Regions from separate parts of the Mus musculus genome. Here all the other regions are linked to region 1. A link is a contact called in public HiChIP or PLAC-seq and promoter capture Hi-C data. All regions are on one chromosome and are shown on one strand. Each heading gives the region's core, a stretch centred on a gene start, on an enhancer-like site or on the middle of the called end of the contact. The rest is flanking DNA. Distances are from core to core; before and after follow the strand shown.

What was found. Promoter capture Hi-C pulls out the DNA fragments that hold promoters and counts their contacts. HiChIP or PLAC-seq counts read pairs in DNA pulled down with a chosen protein or histone mark.
Region 2: an H3K27ac HiChIP or PLAC-seq map of bone marrow-derived dendritic cells shows a contact between it and region 1, with 2.8 times the contacts expected there. The contact joins the enhancer-like site here to the promoter of Birc3 in region 1. A contact is called at or near these places in 4 of 39 promoter capture datasets (the 3T3-L1 cell line, cranial neural crest, erythroid cells and 1 more), 1 of 484 Hi-C or Micro-C datasets (bone marrow-derived macrophages), 7 of 115 datasets of contacts at active chromatin or transcription factors (the 230-238 cell line, astrocytes, bone marrow-derived dendritic cells and 3 more) and 2 of 9 other capture datasets (embryonic stem cells and pancreatic islet).
Region 3: a promoter capture Hi-C map of the HPC-7 cell line shows a contact between it and region 1. The contact joins the enhancer-like site here to the promoter of Birc3 in region 1. A contact is called at or near these places in 5 of 39 promoter capture datasets (the C10 cell line, the HPC-7 cell line, hippocampal neurons and 1 more), 1 of 15 datasets of contacts at CTCF or cohesin (CD8 T cells), 15 of 115 datasets of contacts at active chromatin or transcription factors (the 230-238 cell line, bone marrow-derived dendritic cells, bone marrow-derived macrophages and 11 more) and 3 of 9 other capture datasets (adipose tissue, liver and pancreatic islet).

The regions. Positions count from the first base shown.
Region 1 is chr9:7,871,346-7,876,082 of GRCm38.p6, reverse strand. It overlaps Birc3 (baculoviral IAP repeat-containing 3), which reads left to right and starts at 2,913. Exons shown (of 9, transcript NM_007464.3): 1 at 2,913-3,260.
Region 2 is chr9:7,667,822-7,672,558 of GRCm38.p6, reverse strand. Mmp20 (matrix metallopeptidase 20 (enamelysin)) reads right to left here. Exons shown (of 10, transcript NM_013903.2): 9 at 1,113-1,216. AV064505 (expressed sequence AV064505) reads left to right here. Exons shown (of 4, transcript NR_126562.1): 2 at 200-270; 3 at 747-815; 4 at 2,887-3,130. Among named protein-coding and RNA genes, the nearest start is that of Mmp7, 22 kb to the left of the region's middle. Within about 2 kb of position 1,833, at least 6 of the 459 cell types and tissues checked have an H3K27ac peak or open chromatin away from gene starts, as enhancers often do. A contact at or near this core is called in bone marrow-derived dendritic cells, where this site is marked.
Region 3 is chr9:7,740,365-7,745,101 of GRCm38.p6, reverse strand. No RefSeq gene overlaps it. Among named protein-coding and RNA genes, the nearest start is that of Tmem123, 21 kb to the left of the region's middle. Within about 2 kb of position 2,176, at least 27 of the 459 cell types and tissues checked have an H3K27ac peak or open chromatin away from gene starts, as enhancers often do. A contact at or near this core is called in the 230-238 cell line and pro-B cells, where this site is marked.

The DNA of each region.
Region 1 (4,737 bases), core at 1,664-4,163:
AGTTCAAACACCAGCAACCACATGGTAGCCCACAAAAGTCTGTCTTGGGATCTAATGCTCTCTTTTGCTGTGTCTGAAGACAGTGACAGTGTACTCACACACATGAAATAAATAAATCTTTAAAAATTGTTCTATTGGCAGGGCTGGAGAGATGGCTCAGTGGGTAAGAGCACTGACTGCTCTTCCAAAGGTCCTGAGTTCAGATCCCAGCAACCACATGGTGGCTCACAACCACTCACAATGAGATCTGATGCCCTCCTCTGGTGTGTCTAAAGACAGCTACAGTGTACTTACATAGAATAATAAATAAAATTTAAAAAATTGTTCTATTGGGAAGGTGAGGTTCAACAGGACTTTTTATGGTATTTTGTGGTGTGAAATCCTCAGGAAGAAATCATGACAGCCTTTGAGGGAGAAATATTTTCAATTATTTAATAAAACACCTGGGATGTGTCATGGGGTGTCAAGCCAGGGTCTGGGAGCATTCAGCCTGGCTTTCATACTGACAGCAGAAGATAACTGGCTGAACAGAGTGAATGAAGGTTATATGTCCATCTCTCTACTTTCTTCAAATGTTTCCTTAATAATGTCTGTCTGAAAGCCTATTTAGGTTTGGAAACTGGCTCAGCACTCAAGAGAGCATGCTATTGCAGGGGACCAGAATCCTGTTCCCAGCAGTCACACCCCCCTTCATAACTGCAGTTCTAGGGCATCTGCTGACCTTTCTGGCCTCTGTGAGCATTGCACTCCTGCACACACACACACACACACACACACAACACACAATACACATAACTTGAAAATAAATTAATAATATTTTTAGATGGCTATTTAGTGAGCTACTACTGAAGGTTTAAATGCAGGTCGAGAATGGAGAAAACCCAGAAGATTGGTTAGCTCAATTTATTAATCAAGATATCAAGATGCTCAGCAGCTATTATGTACAGGTACCCTGTTGATGCTAGAATAAAGCATCTAACAAGAGATATACTGTCCCTGCTCATATACATTAGAGTTTATCCAGAAAGTAATGGATCTTTTGTTTTGTTTTGTTTTTTTGTTTGTTTTGTTTTTCGAGACAGGGTTTCTCTGTGCAGTCCTGGCTGTCCTGGAACTCACTCTGTAGACCAGGCTGGCCTCGAACTCAGAGATCCACCTGTCTCTGCCTCCCAAGTGCTGGGGTTACAGGCGTGCACCACCACTGCCTGGCTGAAAGTAATGGATCTTAAGTACTATCTATTTTCAGGCATAGTCTAACTCTGTTCCAGGCTCAGTTGGAGGCTGTCCACTGCTCCAGCTTCTCAAGTTCCACATCACTGGCTTGGCTCTACAACTTGCTTAATAATACTAATGCTAATGCTAATGCTAATGCTACTAATAATAAAGGCCCACAGTAAAATTGTGCAAATGTTGCAAGGGAGTCTGTTGCTCTCACAGGTGTGATTCTGCTCTCAGATAGAGGCTTGAAAGTAGGTGGAAATCTCTATATGATCACAAACGAAGTTCTTCTACTAGAGCTCCTGTTGGAACTGTGGTCCCTCTCAGCTGAGCCCACAATAAGGCATTTTATCTCTAGATTGACCAGGGCAGGTTTCTCACCGCTAGATTATGTCTCCTTAAGTCTGATGCTAATTGGCTGAAGATGGAGGAAAGCAGACAAAGTTTCTCTGTGTAGCCTGGCTGTCCTGGAACTCACTCTGTAGATCAGGCTAGCCTAGAACTCACAAATATCCATCTACCTCTGCCTCCTGAGTGCTGGGATTAAAGGCATGCATCACCACTGCCTGGCAAGAGTCAAGTTTTTACAAGAACATTGATATAGCTAAGCACCTTCCCTTGAAAGAGAAAAAGCTAAAAGAAGGAATTTTGTTTTTCTAGATTTATTCATCCTGTTTATAAAACAAAATTTGACAAGGAAAAACTAAACAAAAATACAAGAAAAAAAAAACCACTAAAACAGATCAGGACAAAAAAAACAAAACAAAACAAAAACCCCAGACTTTTAAAAAAACATATTTTTAAAGATTTATTATTATATGTAAGTGCACTGTAGCTATCTTCAGACACACCAGCAGAGGGAGTCAGATTTTATTACAGAGGGTTGTAAGCCATGTGGTTGCTGGGATTTGAACTCAGGCCTTTGGAAGAGCAGTCAGTGCTCTTAACTGCTGAGCCATCTCTCTAACCCTTTCAAAATATTTTTTAAAACGTATTTATATATTAAATATGTGTACAGGTGTTTTGCCTCACGCCTGTGCGAATACAGGTGCAGTGCCTGAAGAGGCCAGAAGGCCGCAATGGATCTCCTGGAACTGGAGTTACAGATGTCTGTGAGCCATCTTGTGAATGCTGGGAGCAGAACCTTGGTCCTCTACCAGAGCAGCAAGTACTTTTAATTGCTTAGCCACGTCTCCGGCCCACAATCACACCTTTCAAATACAAGAATCAGTGTGGTTCTAGCATTTTTAAAAAACAAAGTCTTACTATGTAGCCCAGGCTGGCCTGGAACTCACAGAGATCCTCCTGCCTCGGCCTTCTGAGTGCTGGGATTAAAGGCATTTGCTGCTACCCGCAGCTGTAGTTCTGATCTTTGAAATAATAAAAATAACCTGAAATTGAGATCCATACGTGTTTTGTTTTGTTTGTTTGTTTGTTTTTAACAAATGTTCCTTTCAGCTCTCTTTCTTGATAAAAACAAAAAGTGAAACCAGAGACTTTTACAGAGTTACTCGGGTTTTTTTCCTCCTAACGTCTTACTTTTTTAACTTAGCAGTTATATTCCGGACAGTTGTGGCTCTTTTTTTACAGTGAAGGACTTGGAGGCTGCAGGAGGGAAGCGCGGTGAGGGTGGGGTGGGGATAGGCCTCTTAAGGCGGAACTCACAGGCTGCACATCTGTTTTCAATGTTTTGTAAGAGCCAAGAGCCTTCAAGTAAAAACTTTCAGTAAATGACACGAAGAGGAGCTGGGTCCAGGAAGTCACGCACAGAAGAGCCACGGAAATCCCCAGCCAGGGTGGCCACCAAGGGTGAGGAGGAAGTGCGTCTGGTTTTCACCCTGGAGTTCCCCGGAGCCCTGGAGGAAAGCACCGCAGGTCTGAGCAGCCCTGAGCCGGGCAGGGTGGGGGCAGTGGCTAAGGCCTAGCTGGGGACGATTTAAAGGTATCGCGCCACCCAGCCACACCCCACAGGCCAGGCGAGGGTGCCACCCCCGGAGATCAGAGGTCATTGCTGGCGTTCAGAGCCTAGGAAGTGGGCTGCGGTGAGTACGCGCGCGCGTGGGGATCCAGCCAGGGTCCCCGTAGTGGCTCGAGGATCACCGGGGTGACTAGATCCGAAGGAGAACCTGCAAAACCCGTTTCTATGCATCGGTGGTCCTGCGGGAGGGCGACCTACAGGTTGGCCACGCTGACCCTGGCTGCCCCCCCTCCCCCCACCCCCTCCCCGCTTGCGGGAGCTCGACTTTCTGAGTCTTTTCCGGTCTCTGACTTTCTGAGTGAGGCGTAGGTGCCGAGAAGTTGCATTTTAATTAGGCTGCTGCGGGAGGCATCTGGGAGACTTGACACAGTGAGAACTCTGGCGTCTAAGGATGAGCTTGTGGAAAGCTCATGGTTGTTTTCTTGGTGGCCAGCTCAGGAAAACACTACAGCTCTTTCTTTTTTTTTGGGGGGGGGGGGGTGTTTCGAGACAGGGTTTCTCTGTGTAGCTCTGGCTGTCCTGGAACTCATTCTGTAGACCAGGCTGGCCTCGAACTTAGAAATCTGCCTACCTCTGCCTTCCAAGTGCTTGGATTAAAGGAGTGATGGGTGTGTCAGAGACCATTTCACACTATAGCTGACTGGGGCTTTGAACTTCGGAAAAATCCTCCTGCCTTAACCCCTTCAGTGCTGGGATTATAGGCCTGAGTCACTGTACTCAATTTCTCAGCAGTGCTCTTAATCTAGCCGGTAAATCTCTGGAGTCGTTTCTGTCTGCCCCAAGCCAGGTTCTGATCATCCGTTGTAAAAAGCAGGTGCCATTACTATCCCCTTTTCGCACCTAGGAAACTGAGGCACGAGTGGCTTTTCTTAGTCTCACTATGGAGCACTGGTTGGGCTGGAACTGGATAAGTAAACAGGCTGGCTTTGAACTCAAGGAAACACTGACGTCTACCCACCTCTGCCTCCAGGGTAATGGGATTAGGGGCGTGTCTGGCCACTTGGTGGTTTTCTTGCCCAACATTACACTGTTGGTGGAAAAGGGACTGACTCTCTTGAAATCCTGTGATGTGAGACTCCAGAGCATGGGAGTAAATTGCCACGAGGTCAAGTTAGCAGTAATAGGGGGAAATTAACAAATGAAAGTGCCATGAACATGCTGGGCACAGCCAGCTGTGCTAAGAAATTCTTCCATGCCAGTGTTTGCTGGGGTTAGTAGTGCAGGTCTGTAATCTTAGCACTTGGGAGGTGGAGGCTGAAGGATCAGGTGTCCAAGGTCAGTCTGGGCTGTGTGTCTCACACAACAGCAGCTAGGCACTGTAGCTGCAGCTACTACAGAGGTTAAAGCTTATTTCCTATTCTGTAGGAGATATGGTCCAAGGTGGAGGGAGGAAGATGGCACAGCTAATTGCTCCAGAGGGTGGGGGCACACAATAGTCTCTGGGTCTACTGGACATGGTAGTGTAAGCAGAGAAGAAACTGGGGTGCCAAGCTCATCTATAAGGAACCACTGGAAAGAAAGAGGGCTCCTACACACTGATG
Region 2 (4,737 bases), core at 584-3,083, 200 kb after region 1:
TTAGATAGGCATTTCTCAAGGATACTCAGCATTCCATAAGAACAGGGGCCACATTTGGAATCTCTTCTGAGTTTCTGAACACTGTCTGTCTGTACTACATACTCAAGAAAAACATGATCCAAAGGATATATTTGAATTTGTGTGGTTTGTTTAAAATACTCACTTCATCTAACTTTTTAAACTATGTGTTTAATTTTAGGAGTTGGATTATGGAAAGGTCAAAGATTGGGAAGGCTGAGACTACAGCTCCTGCACTGAAGCTCCACTATGGTACTGTTGTTTGATTGTTTTTTGAGAAAAGGTCCCATTTTGTATTTCAGACTGTAGTCAAACCTTTAATCTATCTGCTTCAACCTCCTAAGCACTGGGATTACATAGGCTACAGCTGTACCTTTTGTGGTACGTTTGAAAAAGGGTCTCTCACATCCCAGGCAGTCCTCAGATCTGCCATGTAGATGAGGATTGCTTTGAACTTCCTTTTCCCAAGTTCTGGGATTACAAGTCACATAACCAGTTTGTGTTGTGTTGGGAACTGATTCCAGGGCAGGGCATGGTAGTTAGGTCAGGGTCAGGGTTAGCTGCATCCCACTTGAAGACATACTATTTTTTTCTTTTTCTTTTTCTTTTTCTTTTTTCTTTTCTTTTCTTTTCTTTTTTTTTCTTTTCTTTTCTTTTCTTTTTTCTTTTCTTTCTTTCTTTTTTTTTTTTTTTTGTCTCTTAAACCATTTACTTCTCCCAACTGGAAGGTGGGCATTGCTACAGGTGCATAAACACAGAACACTTCGTGCAGCAAGGCTTGAAGAACAGCAGTGCAGGTAAGTGAGGCCAGGACTCAAGTGAAGGTGGAACTGTTCCAGCTCACGTTGGCTGCGTTCATGGAAGACATACTTTTAAACATGTCTATTAGTAAATGGAAAATCACAAATTTATTTTTATTAACTTATTTTTCAAGAAAGGATTTTAAAAATAATTCTTCTCCTAGTAGGTAATATGGCTATTTAAATGTATGAAATGACAGTGACCTCCATTGAAACCCATTTCTGTTGAGTTAAAGTAGAGCCCAGATTGCTTGTTCTAATTTCCTGGGGGACATTTTTGGTGGGCAAACTCACCATTCAGTTCCACAGCAGCATCTATATGGCCACTCACTCCTGAAAACTCTTCTTCAGTGTTTTTTGGGTAGTCTTTTTCCATTTTCTTTTTTCTTTCATCATAGCTGAAAAATATTATTTCATAAATAAGTTACTGATGATTATAGGTGATATTAAGGTGATCAGTAATCTTATTAGCTAGGTCTGATTTTGAACATATTTGAGATATCTCTGTCTCTCTCTCTTGAATGAATAAATGAGTGTGTGAATTATCAGTACATTAGAACCAAGAAAATCTACAATAACTATATCTTTAAAAAATGGCTCTTGCTAAATTCCAAACATTATTTTATTTTACATTCTGAATACTGGAACCCTGCATCTTCTTTCACCTCTCTCCATATTTCCATATTACCCCACCATGCAGATCCACTGGCTACTGATGGATCCTGGCAGATGGGCAGCTATTGTCTTTGATTGTATACACAGAAGAGCCCCTGGCTCTAAAGTATAGTTCCACATGTGAACCTTTTTCTTTCAAATCACATCTCCTGGATCCATTGCTCTTTTCTGGAAGGTGAGACTAAGCAGATAGTGGGTTAGGATTCTAGCTCTGACATCAGTTAAGTGTGTCGTTCTGTGACCTAAATTACACTTGTAAAAGGCTGTGACTGTTAGTCAGCAGTACAGTATGAACTCAAGACAGGTGGGAATGACTCTCAGTCTTTAGTGAGATGTCATTTAAAATATGAGAAAGTCCCTTTTTCATGAACACAGAGCCCCAGGCTGGGGCATTCCCATCTGCACATATCACCAGTAGGTCAGCTATTTTTTTTTTTCTCCCTGGGTTGCTGGGTAGTTTCCTATGGCAGATAATGGCCACAATCTTCTGAAATGTGCCTCTGCCTACATGGCTTAGGAGAAAACAGCTGCTGAGATCTGGGGGGGGGGGGGGGGAACTGAGCCCCTACAGAGGTGTTCAGGCTAAAGGGACAAGGAGCTGGGCTGCTCTCTAGTACTATGGGCGGTGGTGGAGGAGAGGGAACTCTTCTAACAAGTCAACAGATCAATCCTGATGTATTAATATTGCATCAAGACACATACTTACATAGATATAGGACCAGGGCTCTGAACCACTGACACAAAGCTAGCGCTTTCATTTTGCCAAGTAAGGACATTATCATTAACTCACCCTTACCTTTCTCTCTCATAGGTTCACAAGGAAAGACCGTATACCTAAGGAAGGCAGGGAGGATGTAACCTGAGAAAAAGATAGTTCCTACCAATGACTTTCCCAGTGCTGACAAAAGATGCTCCTCCCCTTTGTAGTATGGTGCTTCTCTTATTTGGTTATGAAAACCTATCTTGCCCTTTGTGGACAGATATTTGGGTATTCCACTGACAGAGCAAAGAACATTATACCTATAAGTAGATGGCTTTGTGTTTGGCTTTTTGACCCTTATCTACCCACAGCGTAATTGAGAAAATATGAGAATATTCTCTGAGCTGTAGGCTTTCATTTGGAAAAGATCCATCATAAGGATAAGACAATTCACATGCATGTTATATGACACCCTCCCTTGCCTTATGTGGGAGCCAAGACAAGCTCCAGCCATAGATGCTGTGGTTTATTTTGATACCCAAGAACTAGAATCTAGCTTTTTAGTTGGAGGTCTAGCAGACTCTGTAATTTGATCTGGGACCCTAAGGCATCAACAAATTTAATTCTTAATTTCTCTCTCTCTCTCTCTCTTTTCTTTTTTGGCTTTCCTTGTTTCCTTTGTGCCATGTTTAGTTTTCAATCTTTAAACCTGTGTCAGCAGATCACAGTTTGCACCAGGCAAGGGTTAAAGCAACGGACAGAGGACTGGAAGATGGTGGAGGTGATCCTGAGAAACAGGCCAGGCAAGGGCAGCCACTGCTGTGGTAAGGACTTTGCCAACAAGACTACAGAAGAATTTATGTGCAGCAATAATCATGAGCCTTTTGAGTCAATAAGTAAATTGTGAAATGAACCAAAGAATAAATATATCTGGCAGACAAAAGGGACATTTCATTTGGATTCAAGGCACGTGAGATATAGATTCCAATGAACCACTTCCTAGCTGTGTTATTTTAGCATTCATCTTTATGTGTGAGTGTGTGTGTGTGAGAGAGAGTGTGTGTGTATGTGTGTGTGAGTGTGTGTGTGTATGTGTGTGTGAGTGTATGTGTGTATTAGTGTATATGTGTATGTGTGTAAGTGTGTATATGTATGTGAATGTGTGTATGTGTGTGAGTGTGTGTATTTGTACATGAATGTGTGTATGTGTGTGAGTGTGTGTATATGTATGTGAATGTGTATATGTGTGTGAGTGTGTATTTGTATGAGTGTGAGTGTATATGTGTGTATGTGTGTGAGTGTGTGTATGTGTGTGAATGTGTGTGTAGGCCAGTGGACACCTTGTGAGAATCTGTTCTCTCCTTCTACCACATGGTTCTCAGGGAATGAGAACAAGCATATTCTTTTAATTGTTCAGTCTTCTTGCTGATATACCGTGTGGTATGTTGGTCCAGTCATTAAAAATCTCAGAGATGCTTTTTTAAAGTGTTGAACAAAGGCAATAAAACATCCTACCCAATATTGCTGAGAAAGCAGATGGGGGTGACAGAGTGGAGAGATCCTGAGATACTGTATAGCATGACTCCCGGCACATGACAAGACGACAAAGTGACTATTAGCTGACCTTGACTATTACAGAAAACATTTTGATTGATAATCTACTACGTGCTATGATCTGCTAAAAATGCTGCTGTATTTTCTTATCTCTAAAGTCTTGTCTATGAAACCTGAATACTGACTTATTCATTCATCAACATTTGCCTAATCATTTAATGTAGATTAAAGGCTATAGCAAGGAGTCATTGCCAGTGACTTAGTGATATCACAATGCAGAGACACTCAGTGTAGGTTTTCAAGTACACCTTCCTCTCCACATTTGAAACTGCAAATGTTGGCAAAGCACCTGACTTTCTGTTTAACTTAATATAATACTGTATTTAAATTGTTGGTTTGTCAAGCATTTCTGGTGGCTTGCCTTTGTTCTTTTGAGACAGGGAATTCATGGAGCCCAGGTTGACCTTGAATTGGCTCTGTAGCTGAACTCCTAATCCTCCTGCCTCTACCTCCCTAGTACTGCGATTACAGGCATACATCACAATATCCCACTCTTTCTGGTATATGCAGCCAGTTTCTCTTTACTATATGACACTCTTCCATTGTCTGTACTCACTTCATTTTTATGGACACACAGTATCAATCAAATGAGTTATCACATTTGTATCTACCAATTCAACACTTAAAAAAAAGGTAATTGGGATTGTTTCTACCACTTGATTGTTATGCTGCCACCACAAATATTTGTGTATAGCATTTATTTCTTTTAGGAACAGGCCTGTGAGTATAACCCTGGACCTAATGTAATTCTATTGAACTTTCTCAGGTAGAGGAGCCAGTCCTCCATGTGGCCCTAGTAACTCTTCACCCCATCAACTGTTGTATGAAGGTTCTGCCTTCCCTGCATTCTCAACAGTATTTGTTAGGATTTGAATAAGTAGTTGAACTTATATTTTTCTGTAAAAGTTTTACTCATTTTAGCATTTGTAT
Region 3 (4,737 bases), core at 927-3,426, 130 kb after region 1:
GGTTCTCTGGAAGAATAATATGTGTTCTTAACTGCTAAGCCATGTCTTGAGCTCCTCAAATGATTTTAAGTTGTTTTTGGCTTCTAAACCAAGTTTCTTCTCTTCTCTTCTCTTCTCTTCTCTTCTCTTCTCTTCTCTTCTCTTCTCTTCTCTTCTCTTCTCTTCTCTTCTCTTCTCTTCTCTTCTCTTCCTTCTCTTCTCTTCTCTTCTCTTCTCTTCTCTTCTCTTCTCTTCTCTTCTCTTCTCTTCTCTTCTCTTCTCCTCTCCTCTCCTCTCCTCTCCTCTCCTCTCCTCTCCTCTCCTCTCCTCTCCTCTCCTCTCCTCTCCTCTCCTCTCCTCTCCTCTCCTCTCCTCTCCTCTCCTCTTCCTCCCTCCCTCCCTCCCTCCCTCCCTCCCTCCCTCCCTTCCTTTTTGTCTTTGTGTTTGTCTTTCAAATAAATTATTTAAAGTGTGTTTATGTTGTGTATGTGTGCACATATACACAGGTATAAGTATATGTATACATAGGTGTGTGTCCACACCAGTACTGTGTGGAGGTCAGAGGCAGAGTTAGCTCTGCCATTTCACTGTGCATCCTAGGATCTCAAATGTGTGTACTTCCCTGTATCTAACTTTTTACATGGCTTCTGGGGTGGAGCTCAGGCCATCAAGTTCACACAGCTACTGCTTTGACTCACTGAAGCTTGTCTGCTTGGCCCTGAATCAAGTTTCTTGGAAACTGAAGCTGTCCTGAGACCCAGCCACACAGACTCTGTGACATGAAGTCAGTAAAATATTTTGAAGTTCTTTGTTGAGCATTTACTATTTGTGCTGGTTAGTGTTTGTCAACTTGACACAAATTGGAATCACTCGGGAAAAGGGCATCTCAGCTGAGGAAATGCCCATCATATTGGCCTCTAGCCAAGTTCATGGGAGCATTTTCTTGATTAGTGTTTGATGTGTTAGGGCTTAGCCCACTGTGTGTGATGCCACCCCTGGACAGGCTGGCCTGGCCGGTATAAGGAAGCATTCTGAGGTCTGGAGAGATGGCTCACCTGTAAAGGATGGCTCACAATCAAGAAGAAAGCAAGCCAACAAGCTAACAAGCAGCATTCATCACGGGCGAAGTCTCTGCTTCAGCTCCTGTCTCTAGGCTCCTTCCTTGAGTTCTTCCCTTGGCTTTGCTCTACAGGCTGTCATCCATAAACCAGGTAAACTCTCCCTCTGGAGTCACTTTCAGTCATCGATAGAGAGCAAACAAAGACACTGTGCAGCACTACAGGAAGCATGGAAGCAGTGTTATGAGGGGCCTGCTCTTGAGTTTCTTAAGTCTAGACAGACAATGCATTTGCAGGGAGCTAAAATCCATCACCACAAGGGATTGTCACAAGGCAAAGATAGCTTTCAGTTGATTGGAAGGAGCTGTTCAATGTGTCTGGGAGATTTTCTGGGACTTGTCCCTGGAGTCCAGGTGACTAAAATGAGGAGGACATGACTGATCCAAGGAATGACTGAGGTGAAGGATTTTATTGTAGATATGGGAAAGTACAGCCAGCATCTGGAAGCATTCAGAATGAATCTGACCATGAGTGAAAAGGGAGAAGGAGAGTGGGAGAGGAGAGCACAAGCAGAAGAAAGTTCCAAGAGAGAGGGGACTGAGGTAGAAGGGCAAGAGGGACTAAAGGTGTGTGGCCAGTCTTCATTCCAGACAGGTCATACAGACTTAGGTCTTTGAATGTGATCCCTTGCCAGATTAGCCATATGGCTGGATTAAAATTCCTCTACAGCTTTAGTTATTGTTACTATTTATTAAGGTATTCTCTAATACCATAGTCAAAGGGAGCTTGAGCCTTAGGAAGGGAGCCACTAGAAAGATCCTGAGCATCCACCTACTTCACAGACACTTGTAGAATAGAAATAGCCACTGGGTTGACCACTTGTAGCACAATAGCCAGCTAGGCTTTATGTAGATGGCAATAGATGACACCCTTTATAACCAGCACAGTCAGTAGTCAGGAGCACCCTTTAAGTATAGTTAAAACAGGATTCTGCTTCAGACTAGACTTGTGATCTCTTATGAGAGGATCTCCTTCATTAGAGAAGAAGTCATACTTGGCAACTGAGTGAAGCATAGAACCCCATAGTGAAAAATAGGCAGGGCACACATGAGCAGGCAGGGGACACACATGAGCACCGAATAAGGAAGTGGAAGAAACAGCTGTTCTGATGAGATCTGCACTCACACACCTGTATATTTGACACCCTTCCTTTTACTGCAGAAGAAATCCTCCTACCCACATGTCCCAAGTGCTGGGATTACAAGAGTGTGCCACCATTCCTGACCTCAAGTCCCTTTTGTGTGTGTCAGGCAGGCATTGTACCAACTGAGATCCATCCCCAGTTCTTGTGTCTGATTATAAATTGTTTTATCTATAATACTAGCTATCATATCATTCACCTATAATCTTAGCTCTTGGAAGGCAGAGCCAGAAGAATCAGTAGTTCAAGGCCAGTTTGAGCTAGTAATGAGTTTGAGGCCAGTCTGGGTTTCATGAGATCCTGTCTAAATAAAAGAAAGACAAAAAATTCTCTTGTGTAGAAGACAAAGACTCTGCAAAGGGAGCCCTGTGTCATGTTGACCAAAGGGCTAATGGAAGGCCTGGGCACTGGTCCAGGTCTCGAAGGATGTATTAGTATTTCTTCAAATGCTGTGAAGGTCCAATGATATGCTACATTTGGCTTTGCATTCTTCACCAGTATAGCAGTGAGGCTATTGGAAACATGGTTGGAATATTAATTCAGAAACCCAAATGCCAGCTTCTTTTGAAATATGGAAAGATTAGATTAGATGGTACTGGGCCTTTGGCACCTGGTTCTCTGTCTGTCTCTGTCTCTGTCTCACTCTTTTATGCAGTACTAGGGATGGAAGTCGGAGCTTCACAATGCCACCCAGGTGTTCTACCACCAACCCACACACTCCCACAGCCCTCTTTTTCCTTTTTTCCTTTTTATCTTTCTGAGACAGGGTTTTAATGTGTAGCCCTGGCTTGCCTGGAACGAGCTATGTAGACCAGGCTGGCCTCCAACTCACAGAGATCCTCCTGCCTCTTCCTTCCAAGTGCTGAGATTAAAGGTATGTGATACATCCAGTATCATTTTACTTTTTAAAAATGTAATATTTTCTATTTATTCCTTGAGAATTTTATACATACATATAATATATATCAGACACATTCAATCACATCCAATATATTCTTCTTTCTTTCCTTCCTTCCTTCCTCCCTCCCTCCCTTTCTCCCTCTCTCTCTCTCTCTTTCTTTCTTTCTTTCTTTCTTTCTTTCTTTCTTTCTTTCTTTCTTTCTCTCTTTCTTTCTTTTTCTTCCTCTCTCTTTCTTTCTTTCTTTCTTTCTTTCTTTCTTTCTTTCTTTCTCTCTCTCTCTCTCTCTCTCTCTTTCTTTCTTTCTTTCTTTCTTAAATAACGCACCGGGACCAGTTAATGATGCCCATATATGCATTCGGAGGAGCATGGACAATTTGTCATGGATTATACCTCTAAAGAAAAAAGATTCTTGGCTCTGACTCCAGGGTTCAGGCGAGATCGCCATCTTGTATCCCGGGTCTCTGAGAGACCAGTCTGCACAGGACAGCATGTGAGCTGAAGAAGCAACAGAGCCTCTTGGGCAGGGTCCCTTCAGGTCTTCATCTTCAGCCAGGAGGCAGAGCTGAGCTCCAGATCTCTGTGCACCTTCCATGCCAGAAGAGAGCTTACCTGTAGAGAGTGCTCTGACCACTGGTACTCAGGAGAGAGTTGAACTCCCAGGACTGTTGACAGAGGCTAACCAGAATCACAGGAGGAATAAGCTCCAGCCAGAGACAGCTAGAACATCTAACACCAGAGATTACCAGATGGCAAAAGGCAAATGTAAGAATCTTACTAACAGAAACCAAGACCACTTGGTATCATCGGACCACAGTACTCCCACCACAACAAGTCCTGGATACCCCAACACACCCAAAAAGCAAGATTCAGATTTAAAATCATATCTCGTGATGCTGGTAGAGGATTTTAAGAAGGGCATTAATAACTCACTTAATGAAATACAGGTGAACACTGCTAAACAGGAAGAAGAACTTAAAGAGTAAGCACAAAAATCCCTTAAAGAATTACAGAAAAACACAACCAAACAGGTGATGGAATTGAACAAAACCATCCAATATCTAAAAATGGAAGTAGAAACAGTAAAGAAAACCCAGAGGGAGAAAACTCTGGAGATAGAAATTCTAGGAAAGAAATCAGGAACCATAGATGTGAGCATCAGTTAAGAGAATACAAGAGATGGAAGAAAGAATCTCAGAAGATTCCATAGAAAACATGGACACAACAATCAAACAAAATGCAAAGTGCAAAAAGATCCTAACTCAAAACATCCAGGAAATCCAGGACACAATGAGAAGACCAAACCTAAGGAAAATAGGTATAGATGAGAATGAAGATTTTCAACTTAAAGGGCCAGTAAATATCTTCAACAAAATTATAGAAGGAAACTTCCCAAACCTAAAGAAAGAGATGTCCATGAACATACAAGAAGCCTACAGAACTCCAAATAGACTTGACCAGAAAAGAAATTCCTCCCTACACATAATAATCAGAACAGAAAATGCACTAAATAAAGATAGAATATTAAAAGCAGTAAGGGAAAAAGATCAAGTAACATACAAAGGCAGACCTATTAGAATTAAACCAGACTTCTCACCAGA